2 separate regions of the Columba livia genome follow, and region 1 is linked to region 2. A link is a contact called in public Hi-C data. All regions are on one chromosome and are shown on one strand. The core of a region is the stretch at or near the end of the contact, and the rest is flanking DNA. Distances in the headings are between cores, read along the strand shown. Region 1 holds the start of SLC16A2 (solute carrier family 16 member 2). Region 2 overlaps ZDHHC15 (zinc finger DHHC-type palmitoyltransferase 15).

What was found. A called contact is a pair of places that touch in the nucleus more often than the background predicts.
Region 1: a contact with region 2 is called in a Hi-C map of crop, with 3 times the contacts expected there. The contact joins the promoter of SLC16A2 here to the enhancer-like site in region 2. A contact is called at or near these places in 2 of 2 Hi-C or Micro-C datasets (crop and liver).

What each region holds. Positions count from the first base shown.
Region 1 is chr12:18,581,067-18,585,024 of bColLiv1.pat.W.v2, reverse strand. It overlaps SLC16A2 (solute carrier family 16 member 2), which reads left to right and starts at 2,056. Exons shown (of 7, transcript XM_065078014.1): 1 at 2,056-2,757; 2 at 3,044-3,200. The coding sequence starts at 2,203. It overlaps LOC110354974 (a long non-coding RNA gene), which reads right to left and starts at 2,485. Exons shown (of 2, transcript XR_010475734.1): 1 at 2,277-2,485; 2 at 1,871-2,190.
Region 2 is chr12:18,229,824-18,234,000 of bColLiv1.pat.W.v2, reverse strand. ZDHHC15 (zinc finger DHHC-type palmitoyltransferase 15) reads right to left here. Exons shown (of 12, transcript XR_010475730.1): 2 at 2,765-2,791; 3 at 759-853. Among named protein-coding and RNA genes, the nearest start is that of ZDHHC15, 4.4 kb to the right of the region's middle. Within about 2 kb of position 1,915, at least 1 of the 3 cell types and tissues checked has an H3K27ac peak away from gene starts, as active enhancers do.

The DNA.
Region 1 (3,958 bases), core at 807-3,306, 350 kb before region 2:
TGTGTTGTCCTCAGAGGCCACATCCCACCATGACACTTCCCAAGGTGCTTGCATAAGATATTGCCATTCAGTCACTTGTCCCCTTTCACAAAACCAAACACACACATTTTGTAGATGCCAATCCCTTTGGCAGAGGCACTACAGTTCAGAGACAAGCAACAAGCTGCTGACAGTCATTCTTTATCTGGGCAACCAGAGACCCATCAACTGCAACACAAGGCACTGCCTGCCAGCTCCCCAAGGACATCAGATGCAGGTCCTGGAGAGCACAGCTTGGCCACAGCCATCCACCACATCCCTTACCAAGCCAGCAGGCTAGGGGCTTTGAGGTAAGCCAAGCCACAGACACAGGGGGATATTTTCTCATCAATTGCAATCACGGAAGAGCAGCTTTCTCTGTTTTTTCTCTCAGTATTTTATTCAGCATGTGATTACAGAGCTGCAAACACTTTGGGTGTGATGCTTCAACCTAAATAAAAGCTGGTCTTACACCAGTGAGCAGAGCCATTTCTGCCTGATGATGCCAGAGCTTTCCAGGTTGCAGCTCCCTCCTGGATGAAGCCTCCACCAGCTCACTCTTTAACCCCCCTTCACTTATTGCCCCCTCCATGATTTTACCCCCTTGTCCACTGGAGTTGTTCAGCCCAGCCCAGAAAGCTGCAGTGATTCCTGGCACAGCCAGCACCAGAAAAAGCTCCATCAATACAGCACGCAGCAACATCCAGGAGAGGTGCTGCCCAGTGGTTTTGTGTCTGGCTCACAGTCCAAAGTAATATTAACTCCCCGCTTCCCAAGAGCCTTCTGCACCTCTGGAGAGGAAAGTCCCTGTGAGATGATGTGTCTTATGGCAAAGGGCTCTCCCACCTCTTTCTTTGCTCTTTTTAATCCAGTCCCAGCTCTGCTGCTGTGAGGTATTAGCATTTTGAGGTGCAGCTCCCCTGTGCACAGCCTGGAGTACCCCAACCCCTTTCTCTCTCAGATTGCTGGGGTTTAACAAAATAAAATCAGCAGGCCAGCAAATCCAGTTGGCCCTATGGCAAAATGGTTATTAAAATTCAGCGCTACAGCTCTTCGTGTCGGCAGAGGGCAGTGGAAGATGCTCCCAAACCTCCCAAGCCTCTCCCAGCCGTGCTGCGGAGATGGGGATCCGGGGAGGAGACTCCACCAGAGAGGAAGAGAAATAAAAATGCAGTTCCTCCAGCAGCGAGGCTGACCAGAGTGTGACGTTACCGCCGGGCACCCCGCTGGGTAGGCAGGATTTGGGCTCATCAGTCGGCGTGGCAGCGAAGAGGGAAGGTGAGGGGAGGAGGCCACTTCTTTGCCTCCCACCATTGCACCCCTCTGCCTCAGGTCTCGCCAACCCACACTCAGGCTGCTGGAAGCTGGGGAGAACCAACCACTCATTCCCTGGGTGGGAGGAAGCGGATGGCTATGGAGTAGTCACAGATCTGGCAGTGATTTGCAGTCAAGCACAAGCAGGCAGGCCAAGCAGAGGCTTTTCTGGCTGTAGCAATGTCCTAGAGGGTCTTCGCCAAGCCCGGCGAGCCACAGCACGTAGGCAAACACATTCCAAGCCCGCCTGCCCATGGCTAGGTGCTGCTCTCCAGCAGCAGGAGAAGTGGGGAGATGGTGCTGGCATGGGGGCCCTCCTGTCACCTCCCCTCCGGCTCCCCAGCCTGCCCTGCTGCCTCACCAGGTGCTGGTAATTCATGCCCCTGGAGGTAAAGAAAGAACAGCGTGAGGCTGGGATGTATTATTTTACTCTGATAGGAATCTGACACTGACACAGCCATTAGGGTAAAGAAAGAATAATAACTTAGACTTGGCATGTACTAAAGTGTAAATACCTTCAGCGTGTGAAAAGACAGGCTTTAATATATTGGTGGGTTTGTAATTATTTATTGAAAGAAAAGGCAGAGCTTATTGCAAAACATGAGAGAGGCAAGAGAGCAGCTCCCTGCCGAGTTTGTATGGCCACCACTAGCCTGCCTGTCCTGCTCGGCGAACCCCAATGCCGAGGTGACATGGGGTGACCCACAGCCCCGGGGAACATCCTGCTGATGGGATTAAGCTGCAGGCTCCTTGCCTTGCCACCCCGCAGCAAGAAGCTTGTGTAGCTCTGGGCTGCTTTTACAAAAACGCTCTCAAAACTTTTCAGCGTCGGGTATGCTGGCGAGCCAATAATCCCACCTGCAAAACCGGATGAAATTAAATAAACCGCCGCGCCTGGGCCGCGTTTTGCCACAGCCTCGGGCTTCTCCCGGTGCTTCGTTTACCTCGGCCGGGGCAGAGGGCAGTAGCATCAGCACGAGCGAGCCGCGGCCATCGCGGGGCCCTCTTGTCCCTCCCAGCACTTCCCCGCCGGGCACTTTCTCCTCGCGGGATGCTCCCGCAGCCGGGGGGCCGGAGCGCAGGGCCGGGGCTCTCCCGGACCGGGAGACAGCGGGGACGATCAGCGGGGACGATCAGCGGGGACGATCAGCGGGGACGATCAGCGGCCCAGCCGGGCCCCGCGAGGGCGGTGCTGACGGCGGCCCGCCCCGGGTCTGCGCCCGCTTGCAGGATGCGGCGGCGGTGCGGCGGCCCGGCGGGCGATGCGGGGCCGCGGCCGGGCCCGGGGACGCCTTTAAGGCCCGCGGGCGGGCGGCGAACGCCGTTGACGTCGGGGAAGCGCCGCCCGCGGCTGGCCCGGCCCGGGGAAGGGGGGGGCACGGTGGGAGAAGGGGGGGTTGTGTGCGCGGGCGGCCCCCGCCGCAGGTAGGGACTGAGCGGCGCGATGGAGGAGGAGGAGGAGGATGGAGGCGGCGGAGGGGAGGCGGGGAGTGAGGCTGCGGCAGGAGGGGGCGGGAGGGGGGGCCGGCCGGGGGGGGCGGCGGGCATGTGGGACCGGCTGCCGGGCAGTCGGGCGGCGGGCGGCGGCGGGAGCGCGGCTGCGATGGCGCAGCGCGACGAGAAGGGGCCGGCAGCGGGCGAGGGTGAGGGCGAGTCGCGGGATGGGGCCGGGGCCGAGCCGGGACCGAGCGGGGCTGCCGCGCCCTTCCAGCCCCCCGAGGGCGGCTTCGGCTGGGTGGTGGTCTTCGCCGCCGCTTGGTGCAACGGCTCCATCTTCGGCATCAACAACTCCTTCGGGATCATCTACGTGATGCTGCAGAGCGACCTGGGCGACGGGGAGAAGGACCCGGCGCTGGAGTTCAAAACAGGTACGGGCTCCACGGTCCCTTCCCGGCCCGAGCAAGGGGGAGCAGGGGGTGCCCGAGCACCGCTCGGGGCTTGTACAAGCGGAGCTGTCAGCCCCGGGGAACCGCCTGGGGGAGCGGGGCCGCGGCGCGGGAAGGTGCAGCGGCTCGGCCGGCTCTGCCTTCCCGAGCACACCGGGGAGCTGGTGCGGCTGGAAGCTCCTTCTCGGATGCGTTGAACCGCGATTACTCCCTGCCCCCTCCATCCTCGTAGTCGTGGCTATATTTATCTCCAGCAGCATCATGTGTTTCTAAGCTCCTATGTACTCAATTAAAAGTAATTCATCTGAAAAGCATGCCCTTAGCTTGTCCTGCCTGGTGCGTTTTGGAGTAAGGAGAGCATCGCTGGTGAATTAGCTGATGTGTGTGAGCCACCCCTTCTATTTTTTATTATTATTGTTATTTTGTTATGGGTTTTTCAAGCCGTATGTCTGTCTGCCTTTTCTGCTGGACCACGCTTGGGGTGGCTGCAGGAGAGCATGTCTTGCCGACACGCTTCCTCCGAGTTGTATCCATTTGGTGGGAAAGCCAACGAAGGGCAGCGCTGCCTGTGTGGTCACACTGAGGTTGATGTGGGGTCTTGAGCAGCCAACATCATTTAATAAACTGCAGCCAGTGGTGTGTTTTGTTAGGACCTACAGGCTCAGGCAGGATTAAGACTGTGTAGTGTTAACATGGAGAAAAGGGACATTCCTTGCTGCAAAGACCTCACTGTTTGAGTA
Region 2 (4,177 bases), core at 666-3,165:
TTTATAAATCGACATTCTTGTAATTAGGATCCAGTTATGGTCATGTATATTTGGAGTGCTAAACAAACGTTGCCCTCGTTATGTTGCTCCAATCATAGTGTTGCATTAGTATTTCATAAAGAACTAAAACAAATGCAAAAAATAAAAAAATCCACCAATCTGAGCAACATTAAAAAGTAAATATTTAGAGAGAATGGAAACTAATGTCTGCCTCCGACTGTCCTGTGCTCAAACCACTGAAGCACACTCAACCTACGTTCAAAAACCAATACCAAGCCCATAACTAAAAGTATCATTCACAAAACAATCTACTTCTGTCACAGTGAACCCCAGTTTCTCTTTACCATAGTATAACGTTAAATTTGTTTCTCTTACATTTTTGAGCTGCTGACCATGGAAGTACAAGGACTGGAGCTACGGGAATACCTGGCACTACATTAAAAGTCACGTGCAACGTACAGAGCCACAGTCTTCATTGCATGAATCCCAGCGCGTTTTAAAGGACAACGGTTCTCCTGTCCCTCACTATCACTGCTGGAGCACATGAGAAAGCAGCTTTAAAAGTCAACACCATCTCCACTTTAAGTCGTGCTCTTTGGGGAGTTAAAGGATTCTCAGATTACTCCGTTTTTAGGGACAACTCTAGGTCATTTCTCATCCAATCCATTGTCCAGCCCGACTAGGCTGAAGGGTTTCTGAGTTCTCGTTAGCATCCCTGCTTTTGTTCTGCAATGAATGAGAAGGGCTTGGGCTCTTACCTTTTTGCCTGGCTGCTCTGGGAGGGTAAAAATAGACTTCCAATACGTCCACACAAAGAGCACAAAGAGAATATGGAATATTATAAGATAGGCCACTAAAAAAAAAAAAAAAAAAAGAAATAAACAAACAAAACAAAAAACAGAAGCAGAACAAAGACTTCTTAGGTTAAAGCTTCATTCATGAGGGGCATACTTTCAATGTTTCATAACAATGACCAAAAAAAAGGAAAAAAGAAAGATTTACAGTATTAGAAGACAGCGAAACCTTATGGTCTGAGAGTCAGTAAAATGTCAGCGATCTGTGGCTGCAGTTGGGCATTACCTGTCTCGCAGCCTCCCCTTCTGCACCCGCTCTGATTATGTGTCAGATGTGAGAGATGTCACCTGCAGGGCAGGTGACAACCCTGCACCCCCGGAACGACAGGAATCCTGTCCCCATGTCCCAGGCACAGGCAAAGCAGAACTGGCTGGTGCTGAGCAGCATCAAGGTTCACCCTGCAATACTCCAGCGTCTCCAAATTTGGGGTTCAGTTGTGAATCACAGTACCATAACATCAGCAACGCGTTTTCCACCACTTGCGAGAGCTGAGAGGAATAACATGCTCTAGCAGAGATTTACATCGCCAAAAAGAAATCCAGTCTCCTGGTCAACATTTTAGATTTGCCACAGTTGATGCAATAAAACAGACCGGGAAAACACCCCTCAAATTGAGCAAAACAGGTCTTGTGATTACTGAGAAAGAATTGCAATCCACTAGACACATTAGCACATGACACCCAGCATGCGTCAGAGGGATCTTAGTTCAATATTCAAACTTTATTTTGAAGCTTTGGGGCATACTGAGGTTCAGAAAGCCAGAGCACAGCTACCCTTCCGCTGCACAAACTATATTGGTTGTTATTGCTTCAATACTCAACTCACTCAGTCATTGTCAGTTACAAGACAGTTTTATTTAAACATGCCATTTAATCACCATAATAACCTCATTTCCCCTGATCCATTTACGCTTCAAATTCTAAAACCAAGATTTAAAGTAACTAGTGCTAGTAGAAAGACTGGCAAGACTGTGTGAAAACGTAATTGGTAAAAAGGCCAAACACAGGGTCGAGACTTTCTAATGAGACAGCAAACGATCTGATACGTCTCACAGGAATGTGCTGGATTGTGTGACTGGTCTGTGAATCAATGACACTTCATTATTATGCTCTCAAGTTTGAGATGTTATCTGTATACTACATGCAGGTGGAGCTCAGTCATTTTTAAATTAATATGTAAGGAGATAAACCTTGCAACAGGTTTAATTCTGTTGATAAAGCAACACAGCAGCATGTTAGAGGAAGCTGACCTGGAGATACACCAGTAGATTAGGCACCGAATAACCTTCTCCTGCTGAATCATCATTAACATTATGCTTTCTATAGTTTCTCTGAAACAGTTTCAAATATCAGGACAGAAACCTTTGCTCCAACTCATCTGTGGTAGCAACTGAAAGCTGCTGTGTATACGGTTACATACCTGTTGCTGTATATATGTGATTAGCGGTCAACAGAAACTAGCAAAAGATCTTCTGCAAAATCCTCCCTACAAAAACCACCGAAAATAGCTTTCACTGAGAGATAAATCAAACAGTGAAAAAACCAATAGGCAGGCCACAGAACAGACCCAGTCTTTTCTGTTTAGCCGGTAAAATCGGATCTGAAAATGTAGAACACAAAGGCAAAAGGTGTGGGGGTGTATAGACATTAATCATTTTTTCTGAAAGCATAAAAGGGATCAAAGCCTTTTCATGTTCTTCTGCTACACTGGGGCTAAATGGGGGTATTTCCCAATACATCCAAAGTTATAGCATGTGTAACAACGCATGCTGTGTACTTCATGAATGTGGAATTACAGCAAGGAAACACTGCAAGAGCATGCAAGTTAAAAAAATGGATGGAAAGTATCTCTGATACTTTAACTAGAACATCTGTGACCAAAAGTCAAATACTAAATGCAATGCACATACCTTTTTCCACAGGGTTGCTCAGAGTCACTGAAAAAGAAAAATAAATATAAAAATGTCTACGGGGCAAATAGGATTCCCAGCAAATTTGCAACAAATAATGTTTCTATTAGAAATGCAGCCAGTTCAGGGAAAAATGTTCAAACTCAACTGACAAAGAGAGAGCCCACAGTTTAGCATCAAACCAGCAGCGTCCTTAACAACTCCTTGTTTACTCACGCAAATGACACCCACAACAAGATGTTCGATAACTGTTACTTACGCTGTACTTTCCCTCGTTATAAAATATATTTTGTATATTTGTACACTAGAAATATGGCAAAAATAACCCGCTAGTGACTTGTGCCCTGCTTTGTGCCAGTCCCTCAGTGGTCTGGACCCTCCCCAGTGAGCCATGCCCCGATGCATTTCTGCATCAGCATAAATAAAACATTGCAAATTGTCTCAGCTTTGGCCTCGTCAGCAAGAAAGGACACACTGGAATGACTCTATTTTTACACTTGCTATTAGAAGAGTTTTTACAAGCACTCCTTACTAGACCATAACCATGGATCAGTCCCTAATGACAGAACCACTTAGAGCAACGAGCAAAGGGAACATCGCTCAATATCTACTTCTCCTGATTATTTCAAAATCCTTCAGTTATTTTAAAAGCCATCATTCAAGTTTAACAGAAAAGATAAAGACATCTTTCTTTAACTGAAAATGGCACAGTTCTGTGATAAATTGCCAGAATACTGCTTGGAAGACAAAGATCGTTCATGGGATGGGAGCCCCATATTTTGAGACCATAGTCTTGCATCTAATGGCTGCAACTGCAATGTGTTGCTCCTTGGAGAAGCAGAGGGACCAAGGGACACTAGTGGTCACAGATCATCACCCAGAGGCACAGCAAGGTTATAAAAATCAGACCATATTGTTGGAAGACTCAAAAGATTTGGGAGATTGCACATAGCAGTGATGAGCCCTTCAGTAACTGTCAGACTGCACAGAAAAGGCAGCGATGGAGGGACTGGAGTCTTTTAGTTCCAGCCTAGAGCCAGTGCCTGCAAAGAGACACTGTTCTTCAGACTCACTCTATCATCGAACTTGGAAAACGTAAATCAGAGCAGCAACCGAGAGCTCCTGCCTTTAGTAATGAACACAGGCTTTCTTAAACCCATGCCAACAGAGAATTTTCATCCACAAGCTCTGTGATACAGAACAACGTACATGAAAAAAAGAGACCAAATATTTGCTGTCTCTCTGCACACTCAGTTTCAGATGAACAAGACTTGTTAGGAAACCTCTAGTTTTTCCTTTGGTTGCCGCAAATCAAGCTATGAATACATCGCCTTTTCACAAACCCTGCTTGGTTCCCTCCTGGAGTACACGCCGCACCTGCAGCCCGGCCCTTCTAGGGATTTTGCTTGAGAA